Regions from separate parts of the Mus musculus genome. Here region 2 is linked to region 1. A link is a contact called in public HiCAR-type data. All regions are on one chromosome and are shown on one strand. Each heading gives the region's core, a stretch centred on a gene start, on an enhancer-like site or on the middle of the called end of the contact. The rest is flanking DNA. Distances are from core to core; before and after follow the strand shown.

Region 1 (6,422 bases), core at 1,350-3,849:
GGAGGCCACGTGAGAGCCTGAGTCAGAGAGAAGGGACAAGGGAAGAATTTCAATGAAAAGAAAATCCAGAGGAGGGAGAACGTAATACACACAAGCCAGAAGCTAGGAGACAGATGACAAGCAAGCCCCTCCCCCACCTTCAGGCATTGCTTTTCGTGCCCCCAAAATGACTGTGGTCACCAGAGGTTTTGTTTTGATCTCTTGGGAAATATTCTACCCTTGAAAACAAGACAGACAGACAGACAGACAGACAGACAGACAGACATGGTCATAAAGCTGTGGTGGAGTCCAGACTCCTCAAGGCCTCCAGTTCATTACCCAGAACTGAAAACCAAAAGCAAAGCAAAATGAAACATGAAGGTGGCTGGTTACACACATGGCTTTACTCTTTTAAGTAACCTAGCAATGCCTTATTACTTTTAAATGGAGCTCCTTACTAATGTGTGTTCATAAACACACACATACACATACACACATGTGTTTTCTGTTTCTTTGCCCTCACAGCCTCTTACCTCAGCCTCTCAAATGTTGGGATTACAGGTGTGCACACCATCTCTGGCTTGAGGCTTTTTTTTTTTTTTTTTTTTTTTTTTTTTTGCTTTTGCGCAGAGGGACACCTGAGTAACACCCTCACTGGGGAAGGCATCCAGGGCGAGGTATTTTCTAGAAGGAAAAGAGACTCTGGTGGCCAACATCCCTGGTGTCAGATTTAGTACCAGGGTGTGACCGAGGTCTGACTGCCCATCTCTGTGGGGGTTGCATTCTTCCTGGCTGTGACTGACCCCTCTGTGAGGACATTCTGAATGCCCCCACCCCTTTCTGAGGGAAAGCTGAATTCTTTCCTCTCATTGGCTTGGCTGACCACATGACCTCTTTGGGCCGATGGGAAGAGAGCAGAGTGATGCATACCACTTCCCAATCAAACCTTAAGCACCAATGTGGTTTTCTACTTATGTCATTAACCCATGACCTTGAGGCAGGAGCTAGGGCCTGGGCTGTTTCTTCAACATGACCCTCAGGATAAGACAAAAACAAAAGTCACAGTTGATTTCACATCTTAAGTAACTGACCATGATATTTTACTTGCACTAATCCCCCCAAATTCTGGGGTTGTCTCTACAGCCTCACCTCATGAAAGCTGACAAAGATTGGGAAAGGGTGCTGGGTTAGGCTTGGTCACAAAGTCCTGCATGGATCCAGGATGACGTCACCTGCTCCACAGCAGCCTCCAGGTTTGATCCGGTTTGAGCTGGATCTAACACTAGCTGGTTAAAACAAAACTCTGACTGTTATTACAAGAATCGGGATGTGTCACAAGCACAGTGGCTCCCCTGACTTTACTAGTGGTGATGTCAGGTGTCATTTTGCAACCTGTAACAGAGTCCTAAGTAACATCTTACTTCTAAAATCCAGCATAAAGATGAGGAAATTCACTGAGTTATTTGGAAAACAAAAAACAAAAAAACAATAACCAAAAAACCCTACACGCCCCATCACAAGGAAATATTGCATACATCACTCTGTATGGTAGACATTTGAAGTCATTAAAAGTCAAGTTACTGAGCTGGGGAGATGGCCTGTTGTGCCATACAAGTGTGGGCCTGCACTTAGCACCCCAGGACCCCTATAGGGAAGGAAGCCAGGTATCGTAGTACATGTTAGTAATGCCGGTGCTCCTGTGGGGAAATGGGAGGCATGTGTATATGTCTTGAGTCACACGAGCACAGGAACTTGCACATATGCACACCTATCACATGCCCTCCCCTCACACACAAATGAAATAGCTAGCTGTGTAATGACACAGGGCAGATGTTTCCATAACCATGAGAGATAACCATGACAAGGAGCTACAGACATGTGCCAGGCTGAACTTATGTAGCAGGTTAGGGGCCATGCAAGCTCATAGTTTTCTTGTTTTTTTAAAACTTACATTATGTGAGCAAGTATTTCACCTCGGTTATCAGGTACATACATAAGTATAAAAAAGACCAGGGGATTTCTGCCAGGCATGGTGATGCACACCTATACTCCCAGCTTTTGGGAAACAGAGATAGGCAGATCTCCATGGGTCTTAGCCAGCCTGATCTACATAGGTCAACTAGGGCTATGTAGTTAGACTCTATCTCAAAACCAAACAAAACTTGAAAACAATCAATCAACAACAACGGGGGGGGGGGGGGGGGTGAGAGGTGGGGAAACCAACCAACCAACCAACCAACCACCAAACAAACAAAACAAGACAAGGAAAAACAAGCCCAACCTTCCGGTTTTCGGGCTAACCTGTTTGTCTCTGCATTTACAAAGTTTTGCAATTGTCCTGCTATGAGTGTGTAGTACTTCAGTCATCACAAACAAGCAATTGCCATTTAAAAGTCTTGAGCGGTCACTTCTAGGCCTGTGCCTCCCGGCTGGGCCACCCAGGGGCCTTAACTGGGCCTCCTGGTCTAAGAATAAGCTTGTGTGTTTAATTAGGTCACTCTCCCGCCGACCTAGAATCTCTCTCTTCTCAGGGCTTAGTGTGGGCTGCCAGAACCCGGAGGAGCCCTTGCAGGTCCTTTGAGGCTGTGACAGGCAGGCGCCACTGTGGTGCTGCCTGCCTGTAGCTTCCTGTGAATTTGAGAAACTTGTCAACTGTCCCCGGGCGGGGCTGTCACCCTCTTGCCTCTCTAGCACATCCTCTTTAAAAATTAATTTAGCCTGCTTTGTTGAAGAGAGAGTGAAGGCGGATGAAGTCAACATCAAAACCACACGGGACCGAGAATAATTCACTAATTCATAGTCCCGAGGTGGCAGGCAACTATTGTTAATTGTTCCTGCTCCCTTCCTGGTGTGTCCTGTGTCACATACATTCAGACCTTGGCATCTGAGTAGTTGGAAGAGGCGACTTCTCAGAAGTTGCTCTGCCTGGGCACCAAAAAAAAAAAAAGAAAAAAAGAAAAAAAAAAACCTCCTGGAGGAAACATTCGGTGGGGTGAGGGAGCAGCATGGCCAGGGGTTCCCGACACAGGGCCTTGTGTGTTGAAAGCAGGGATGCTTCTTATTCCGTTTCTCTAAAATCATCATTCCGTGTGCCACTGTAATAGTGTGGGACATGGTGTGTGTACACATGTGTCCATAAGGAGACTGCGCACACGCACAAGCTGTGTGTGTGTGTCTGCTGGGCACTGTGCATGTGAGTGCAGGTGCCCGAGGAAGCCAGAAGAGGGCGTTGGATTCCCCCGAAGCTGGCGTTACAGGCGGTGAGCCACCCACTACAGGTACTGAATACTGAACTCCTTCCTGCCCTGGGCTCCTCTGGAAGAGCAGTACATATTGTTAACCACTGAGCCGTCTCTCCGGCACCTCTTGTAACACTTCTGTTTGGAAGTCCTTCTTTTAGCCTCTTGGCTGCTCTCTAAGAGTCCTGGTTCTCTTTCTTGGCGGAGGCTCCAGCAAGGGAAGCTTTTCCACGGAGCTGCGTCCCTTGACCCCTTACCCCGCCCAGAGTCCCACTGCTACCAATGACATCTGAGACTTCCACTTGGCTGCTCTGCAGGGTTCGTCCCTGCTCTGGGGCTCGGCTCAGCATTTCTCCAGTTCTTCTCCTGGCTTCCTGCCTGATCCCCCAGAGCTTCCTCTGTGGGCTTCTGCTTTGACTCCACGCCTCCCCGTTAATCCCAGGCTTCTCCATCCTCAGCTCTCGGACCTCCTCTCTTCATTTCACTCCAGCCATCTTCCTGTTGCTGAGTCTAGCTGTCAAGGACGCGGATACAAGATCCCTTAGTTCAGCGGCAAGCTCTGACCGGCCGCCATCTATCTACATTAGTTGGTTTTTTTTTTTTTTTTTAATTAAAGATTTATTTATTTATTTATTTTATATATGTGAGTGCACTGTTTCTGTCTTCAGACACACTAGAAGGATCCCATTACAGATGTTTGTGAGCTGCTATGTGGTTGCTGGGAACTGAACCCAGGACCTCTGGTAGAGCAGAACTGCTGAGCCATCTCTTCAGCCCGAGGTTTTTTTTTGTTTTGTTTTGTTTTGTTTGTTTATTTGTTTTTCCTTTCTATATTCGCGTAGTGGGTGAGTATTCATCCATCCATTGACTACAGTGGCTGTTGTTCTGGGTCCCGCCAAGGGTATGATTGCATACATACAGTAAATCATATTACTCTCACACTTAGAAAACATGGGCTTCTGAGGCATGTCTGGCAGCTGTGTTTCAGATTAGGGATGACAGACCAGCAACTCCCACATCTGTCCTGACCTGAGTCTTCCCAGTTTATGAGTAGTACTACAGCTAACTCTCACCTTTCAACACTCAAAGTAGAAGAGCCGCTGAGCGAGACTGCAGGAGCCTGCCTGATGAGGCCCCTGGATGGGCAGCCAGCCAGGAACTAATTTGACTAATCAGGACGTGGAGAGTCCAGAGCAGGAAGTGTCTGGAATGCTAGAGAAGGTGAGCAGGTGACAGAACACCCCAGCCACCCCACCCCACCCAGTGACACTGAAATAGCTAGCTAGCTCCTCGTGAGTAGGTAGCACCTGTCTAGAAGAGAGAATCTTATTTTTAAGTAGTTGGGCGTACTACCTAGATTAGTCCTTTTGCACAAGGGGGTGGGGTGGGCACAGCGAGGGGTCTATGGGGGGGGTTGTCGGTGTATTCGAATGTTGATTTCCATATCTGGAGATCAGGATGTCAAGGGATTTTAGTATTGTCATTATTATGAAGCATTTTCTGACTATTGTTTTGTAAAACATTGTTCTTCTCCACCTCTGATTGCTTAATAGAGAGCCAATCATCCTATAGCTGGGGGGGGGGGGGAGTTAAGGTGGGGCTTCTGATTTCAGTGAGGGGTCCTGGGTAGAGAATGGCCAGGGGAGGTGGCCAGGAGAGAATCAATATAAGGACATGGGTGGAGCAGGACCTGCCAGGGCAAAACTAAGATGGCAGGCACGGGGCACATGGCTGGCAGCATAGCCAGGTTGAAATAGATGAGTATCTGTCCAGGTGTGATGCTTTAAGATTATTAATAAATATATCAGGTCTCCATGTCATTATTCAGATACAAGGAAGGATGTAAAAAGCCCTGGCCTTTTACAGGGGCTGCTTCTCCAGAAGTCAGAGACTCACAGTAAATTACCACTTCTGCCCCAGGGGGCAGAATAGGGAGGTCACACCCATGCATTCCCGCCTGGTGCAGCGTTGGCCCTGGAAAACCTTTCAGTTCACTACCAGGGCAGTGGTAGACAGCCTTCATGGACTGTGGACAGAAGGATGACGGGTAATGCTGTGATTCAGTTTTGACTCAGCTCCTAGCCCAGGCTGGGCATGAGGCGAATGCTCCACGATTCTGTCTCACTACAGTGACCTCTGTGTAGGACTTGACGTTTCCATGTCCTCCGAGTTTCTCTGCTCTAGCCTGTGTTTGTCTGACTTGGGTCCCAACCTGTGTATCTCTATATTCACTCCCGGCCCCCCCCAACCCCCCAGTTGCTTTGTGTTGTGTTTGTGAGGTTCTGGAAATCACACCCAGGACCGTACACACCCTTAAGGTTTCTACCATAGGACCGCGTCTTCAGCCTGGTTCCCAGGTCTTGAAGGTTGCAGTGAGGAAAGTTGTGGGTGCTTGTTGAGGAGGTCCCCTTGCTCGGGCGCTCAAATTATCCCCTGTCTAGATCTCAGTAGAACTGATGCCCACACCCCTCTCCCCCTGGTTAGAGCCTTCACATGGGCCTCACACGTCTCTCAAACACGAGACGTAACCGCTCCTGTGCCCTCTGCCAGTTGTGACTCTCAGGCTCTTGCGCAGAGCGGCACAGCTGCTGAGCTGTGTGGCCCCTCTGGTTTTCCAGATGGAGTAGCAGAGCATCTCCTCGGCAGTCAGTTTCAACTAAAGAAGGAGCCCCGAAGAGTCTTGATTTTCTTTTCTTCTTTTTGAAACAGACACTCGTATAGCCTAGGTTAGCCTCAGACTTGCTATGAAACTGGAGGATGACCTTGAACTACTTAAACCTCCTGCCTCCACCTCCCAAATGCTGGGAGCATGTGCCAACATGCCCAGCTGAGAACCTTGCTTTGATGGTACAGCACAGTGGAGAGCCCTTGGCCTTTGGCTCCTCAGCACCCAAACTTGTGCTCTCTTTTGACTGTCAGAATGGGCTGTGTGGTTGGTATGCTTGTTCTTGGCTCCCTTCTTAACTCTTCCAGTAACTGCAGATTTTCCACTGGTTCTAGCCTGAGCTCAATGGGCAGGGACTGGCACACCTTCTTCCTATCCCGGGCCCAATATGCCCTGCCTCCCATATTCTCACATGCACACAGATCCACCCTCACACACACCCTCATACACGCATACATACACCCTCATACACGCAAGCGCCTACACTCACCTCACATAACTCCCTAGCAGCTTCCGCTGTTGCCGCTGTTGACATGGAA
Region 2 (6,442 bases), core at 1,428-3,927, 1.0 Mb after region 1:
ATCTCATTACGGATGACTGTAAGCCACCATGTGGTTCCTAGAACTTGAACTCAGGACTTTTGGAAGGGCAGTCAGTGCTCTTAACCGCTGAACCATCATCTCCAGCCCAAATGGTGCACACCTTTAATCCCAGCATTAGGAGGAAGAGGCAATTGGATCTGTGAGCTAAAGCCAATGGGTCTACATAGTGAGCTCTAGGCCAGCCAGAGTTTAATAGTAAGATCTTGTTCCAAATAATAACATTTCAACAATAAAAATGACCCAGAAAACAAGATGAATGACCACTAGCATTTGAGTGCCCACTACACCAGGGACCTATCTATTTCATAGCTGCCCCAGGACCAGATCGTCAATAAAGGTTTATTAAAGGGGTGAATGACTCTTTAATCTTTAATCTGAAGAAATAGAGTCTCAGGTCAAGTGATTAATTTCTGGTCACACTGTAAGGCAGAGCTTGGGCTCCTACACAGGTTGCTTACTTTGATTCATATTTATTATAGATTAATAAGTCACCCATAAATTTAATGGCTTTAAGGCCACAATATTTTTCACAATTCTGTGAATAGACAGAGTACACACAGGGCTCTTCTTGTCATGACTACGGTTTCATGCAGCTGCAATCAGAGACAGTGGCAAGAGGTAGAACACATGTCTACTCTCTGTTGGAATAGTTGGAATAAGGGATAGTTGGAAGGCTTGACCTCTAACTGTCCCCATGTAGTCTCCATGGGACTCATCAGGCTTCACTTCTTATGAGGCAACTCAAAGTCAACAAGCATGCACAAGGTTCAGAAATGGCAGACTCAATCTACCCGTGTCCGTTGGGCCATAGGCCTGGTTGTCAGGAGGCATGGATCATTATTGGCCTTTCTGGAGAACAACTACCACAGGTGATTGATTATAGGATACCAACACCTTTAATTTTCTTATTACTTTGTTCACAATGAGCAACCATAAACAAAACATGAATTTCTGCTTTAGAAATATTCAGGAAGCAGGGCGAAGGATAACTTGGAGACAAAACTCAACAATTTTACAAAAGTCTACTTTGGTAGGAAAGGTCTGTCTGAACGTAGGCAAGAGCAATTAATTTATCAAAGAAGCCTAGGGAAGGGAAGAAATGGTGTCTGATATCACAATCTACAGATCCCACTAGGTTCAGAACTATAAATATTGGAGGACTTTCTTTTTTTTTTTGAAACAGGGTCTTACCATGTAACCTTGATTAGCCTGGAGCTATCGATATATACCAAACTAGCCTTGAATTCACAGATGTCTGCCTCCAAAGTGCTGTGATTAAAGGTGCGTGTCACCATTCAACTCCTGGGGTGACATTTTAATGAAGTGGTGGAGGTGAGGAAGCCAAAGGAACATCTTGTTTTGCTTGTTTGTTTGTGCTGTGTCGCCTCATCTAATCACAAGCATTTATAGCTTACTTTTCTTGAAACAGAGTTTCACTGGGTAACCTTATCTGCCTTGGAATTTGCTATGTAGCCAGGCCTGTCTCTGCCTCCCAAATACCAGAATTAAAGGTGCGTTCCACCATGTCCTGCCAAGCGCTTGTAGCTTCCTAGTTGCAATACATACACATTTCTTTACTATCCAAGTCCACTTTATTATCCAAGCCAGCTCCATTACAGGCAATGTACAGCCAACTTACTCCATTATAGAGAAAGTACAGCCGACTTACTCCATGATAGACAATGTACAGCCGACTTACTCCATGATTCTTTTTTCTCGCATAAGGCATAGACTATTTAAGAGAGACTATTCAAGTTTGGGATTTATTTTCTCTCTCTATTAGATATTTTCTGAATTTACATTTCAAATGCTATCCCCAAAGCCCCCAATACCCTCCCTCCGCCCTGCTCCCCAACCCAATCACTCCCGCTTCCTGGCCCTGGCATTCCCCTGTACTGGGGCATATGATCTTAGCAATACCAAGGGCCTCTCCTCCCATTGATGGCCGACTAGGCCATCAAGTTTGGGATTTATAATCCTAACACTAAAGTAAAGTGTCTTTTTATTTTCTTTTTTAAAGCAAAGGTGATTTTAAATTATCCACCTTGGTGTGCCTAAAACTGGCACTGAAAAAAACAGGAACGCAGCTCCTTGGAAGAATTCTGGGCCTACGCGGCCATGAGCAACCACGTGGTGCCGAGCAGCGCTGGGTTCTATGAATCAGGGAAAGGAACAGAACTAGGAAGAGGTAAACCGCTCTTGTCTATGCCTCAGCCCGCACCAACAATTTTGTTAACAACAAAATGTAAAAGGAAGAGGCAGGCAGCAAGAAGACGCCATTTCTGCAGGGTCTGAGGCCGGGTCCCACGAGGACCCGGAATATCTGGGCAGCGGGAAACCTGCGAGGCTTATCAGGAAGCCTCATGTCCCCTCACCGAGTTCTGCCGCCCGGCACACGGGTGACAAAAGCACGAGGAACGAAGAAGGGTGGTCTCCAGGCCACTCTGCGGCCTGCCGGCAGGAGCGACACCATTCACTACAGACGCAGTACCGGCTCGCGCAGCCGCAGAGGCTGGGCTTGGCAGGCCCGCTCGCGCCCGTGGTAGTCCAACCCGCCCGACGGACGATACCACACCCGCGAACCCCCTCCGAAGACCTGACAATGGTTTCGTCCGCAGCCTCTGATTGGTCAAACCGGAGAAGGTGTGGTCTCCGCAGTCTGGTTCCGCGCGCCAGAGCGCGCTAGCCGCATTGCGAGCTGGGCACGGAGCAGGCGCCATGGTGAGGAGTGGTGGTGGGGTATTTGCGTAGTGAAGGCCTTAGCGTGCGTCTGGGTTTGCATTCGGGGTCGTGCTCCGGGTCTGAGCCAGGGCCTGCTCTAGCAGCGGCCCCGCGGACTGGGAAGTTTGACTGATGGCCGCGCGCCGGTTCTTTTCAGGTTCTGCTGCACGTGCTGTTCGAGCATGCGGTCGGCTACGCGCTGTTGGCGCTGAAGGAAGTGGAGGAGATCAGCCTGCTGCTGCCGCAGGTGGGTGAGCTCGGTGGGCTCGCGGAGCTGCAATGCAGCCCCTAAGGCCGCCAAACCCCAGCATGCACCGCGTGTTCCCACGTGGCCGACCGCACCGGGCCCGGCGGGGGGGGGGGGAGCTCTAGAATGAGGGGACTCTTTAACGCGAATCTATATAATTGGAAGCGGTCGGAGATAAACATCTCATTTCCATTTCTTGAGAATTAAGATTCGGGGCCCAGGCACCAATTGCTACAACAGCTGGTGCTTCTGCCTTACTGCGCTGTAGAAGCCAAATTCAAAGAAAGCCCATTCATCCTTCTCTCCAGGTGGAGGAATGTGTGCTTAACCTTGGCAAATTCCACAATGTCGTTCGTCTGGTGGCCTTCTGTCCCTTCTCTTCATCCCAGGTGGCCTTGGAAAATGCCAATGCTGTGTCTGAAGGTGAGTCGGTCCCTCCGGAACATGGGATTCTGGGTGGTTGATGTTCTTAGATGATTTTCTTCTAAGCTTGATACAGTCTAGGGATTATTTGAGACCTACAGGATGGCATTTTAAAACATTAATATGCAGGGGCTGAAGAGATGGCTCAGCGGTTAAGAGCGCGACTGCTCTTACAGAGGTCCTGAGTTCAAATCCCAGCAACCACATGGTGGCTCACAACCATCCCTAATGAGATCTGATGCCTTCTTCTGGGGTGTCTGAAGATAGCTACAGTGTACATATAATAAATAAATCTTGTAATTTAAAAAGCACTTAAATGCTTTACAATTGTGCTCCTGGACCTGTGGTAGAGCCAGGCTTTGCAATGATGACTTATATATCTGTCAATCCCCTGAGAGATCACTGACGACTCCATGTGTCTGAGCAATGCCTGCGGGGATGGGTGTTAACTAATCCGATTGGAGACAGTCTCCAATCTGCAATGTGTGGTTTAGAGCTGTTTTCTTTGTCCCAAAGGTGTTGTTCACGAGGACCTCCGCCTGCTCCTGGAGACATACCTGCCATCTAAAAAGAAGAAAGTACTTCTGGGGGTTGGAGACCCCAAGATTGGTGCTGCAATACAGGAAGAGTTGGGGTACAACTGCCAGACTGGTGGTGTGATAGCTGAGATCCTTCGAGGTAAGAGTCCTATTTCATTTATTCTGTCCACCACGTGGATGCAGTGCCCACAGAAGCCAGCAGGGGGCCTACGGGCCTGGTGATGTGATCTGCTGTGAGTGGTTACTTGGGTCCTGGAGGATCTATTCTTAAAGTCCCATCTTCTTTTTAGGAGTTCGTCTGCATTTCCATAATCTGGTGAAGGGTCTGACAGATCTTTCTGCTTGTAAGGCCCAGCTAGGGCTGGGACACAGCTACTCTCGTGCCAAAGTTAAATTTAATGTGAACCGAGTGGACAACATGATTATTCAGTCCATAAGCCTCCTGGACCAACTGGATAAAGATATCAATACCTTCTCGATGCGCGTCAGGTAAGGTATAGAAGTCGAGCATGGCCGATGATTCATGTGGGTAAAATCATGGACCAAAGCAAGGCCTCCTTGTGCTTACCACAGGCTGTGTTCCTACACTGACTGTATAGAAAGAGGAGGCAGAATAAACCTACCCCATGTACACCTCAGCCTAGGCCACTGTGCCTGGTCTGTATTGTGAATGGGGAGACACGGGCCTGAGAGAGCTTGGGACCTGAGTTGAGGTTTGATAGCTGGATCAGAGAATGACTTCCTCTACAGGGAGTGGTATGGGTACCACTTTCCAGAGCTGGTGAAGATCGTCAATGACAACGCCACATACTGTCGCTTGGCTCAGTTCATTGGGAACCGCAGGGAGCTGAATGAAGAGAAGTTAGAGAAACTGGAAGAAATTACGATGGACGGGGCCAAGGCTAAGGCCATCTTGGATGCTTCTCGGTCCTCCATGGGTCAGTGCGGAGCGCGGCAGCCTGTATAAGGTACGAGACTCCTTGAGTATCTGGTCCCCCTGTTCACACTAGGTGTTTCCTAGGCATGGACATATCTGCTATCGACTTGATAAACATCGAGAGCTTCTCCAGTCGTGTGGTGTCTTTGTCAGAGTATCGCCAGAGCCTACACACTTACCTTCGCTCCAAGATGAGCCAAGTAGCCCCCAGCCTGTCAGCCTTAATTGGGGAAGCGGTGCGTCATGGGGAACACAAAGTGGGGGAGTGAAACTCAGCATTCTGTACCGCTATCCTTGTGGCTAGCATGTTGTCCCTAGTTGATGCATGGTGGGGAAGAGAAGAGGGGATGAGCCTGGGAGGTCAGGTTCCCACTTACTCACCTGACCTCCTCCTCGGATCTTTCTCCAGGTAGGTGCACGCCTCATTGCTCATGCTGGCAGCCTCACCAACCTGGCCAAGTATCCAGCGTCCACAGTACAGATCCTTGGGGCTGAAAAGGCCCTGTTCAGGTACCAGTGAGGGCGCCTGCTCATGTCAGGTGCTGCTTCTGGTGTCCACTGTTTTGTTTGGGGATTACAATGATGGCTGACCAGGGCAACCTGACCTATACAGGCCTCTGCTATGGGGGTGATGGCCAGTCCTGGTGTCTGAGTGATTCCCAGGGCCCAGCAAAAGGGGACCGAGTTTCCAGGTCAGCAAATTGGATGCCTTCCCTCTCTGCCTCTGGGAGCTAGGTTGGCACTTGGTGAGGTAGAAAGTTCAGCCAAGCCTGGTGGGAAATTGTTAGAAGAGGGGAACTTGGCTATTTGGGTCAAGTCTTTTGACTAAACTATTGACTGAATATTCTCACAGAGCCCTGAAGACAAGGGGTAACACACCAAAATATGGACTCATTTTTCATTCCACCTTCATTGGCCGAGCAGCTGCAAAGAACAAAGGCCGTATCTCCCGATACCTAGCAAACAAATGCAGTATTGCCTCAAGAATTGATTGCTTCTCTGGTATGGATGGGGAAGTTGGCATTTGAGTTGAAGGGGTTACAGTGGGGGGGAAACAACCTACCTTGGCAGCTTCTACAATGATGGTAATATTTTTCGTCAACAGAGTTCACCTAGTGAGTGTTGACACCTTGGGTCTGAGTGAAGCTGAGGGGAGAGCAGCTGGGGAGTAGTTTGTCATTTCAAGGGTTGTAATTGACTTTGTTTACACACGCACACACATCTAGAGGTCCCCACAAGTGTATTTGGGGAAAAACTCCGAGAACAAGTTGAGGAACGGCTGTCTTTCTATGAGACTGGAGAGATCCCACGGAAGAACCTGGATGTCATGAAGGAAGCTGTGGTTCAGGTCAGTGTGTGCTTGGTTGTGGTAGCTGAGTGCCAGAAAGACTGTTGGAAAGGATGAACGAACTTGGCCTGACCTTCAGAAATGGAGGCAATACAACTGATTTAATGAGCCTGATCCAGCAAGACTAGGAGTGTTGTGGCAAGTCAGGGGTCTTCTGGGTTTTCAGCGCCTTGCTTTTTTGCCAGGCAGAGGAAGCGGCTGCTGAA

The links. HiCAR-type assays count read pairs that join an accessible place to other places.
Region 2: a contact with region 1 is called in a HiCAR-type map of astrocytes, with 2.8 times the contacts expected there. The contact joins the promoter of Nop56 here to the enhancer-like site in region 1. A contact is called at or near these places in 3 of 39 promoter capture datasets (embryonic stem cells and liver), 3 of 115 datasets of contacts at active chromatin or transcription factors (astrocytes and embryonic stem cells) and 1 of 9 other capture datasets (embryonic stem cells).

What each region holds. Positions count from the first base shown.
Region 1 is chr2:129,241,447-129,247,868 of GRCm38.p6, forward strand. No RefSeq gene overlaps it. Among named protein-coding and RNA genes, the nearest start is that of A730036I17Rik, 26 kb to the left of the region's middle. Within about 2 kb of position 2,600, at least 85 of the 459 cell types and tissues checked have an H3K27ac peak or open chromatin away from gene starts, as enhancers often do. A contact at or near this core is called in astrocytes and embryonic stem cells, where this site is marked.
Region 2 is chr2:130,271,735-130,278,176 of GRCm38.p6, forward strand. It overlaps Nop56 (NOP56 ribonucleoprotein), which reads left to right and starts at 2,678. Exons shown (of 12, transcript NM_024193.2): 1 at 2,678-2,742; 2 at 2,900-2,989; 3 at 3,298-3,412; 4 at 3,929-4,090; 5 at 4,242-4,440; 6 at 4,702-4,889; 7 at 4,973-5,124; 8 at 5,298-5,398; 9 at 5,742-5,890; 10 at 6,115-6,236; 11 at 6,422-6,442. The coding sequence starts at 2,740. Snord110 (small nucleolar RNA, C/D box 110) reads left to right here and starts at 3,781; the gene lies at 3,781-3,839. Snord57 (small nucleolar RNA, C/D box 57) reads left to right here and starts at 6,292; the gene lies at 6,292-6,354. LOC115489609 (a small nucleolar RNA gene) reads left to right here and starts at 4,503; the gene lies at 4,503-4,635. It also overlaps LOC115489632 and LOC115489601.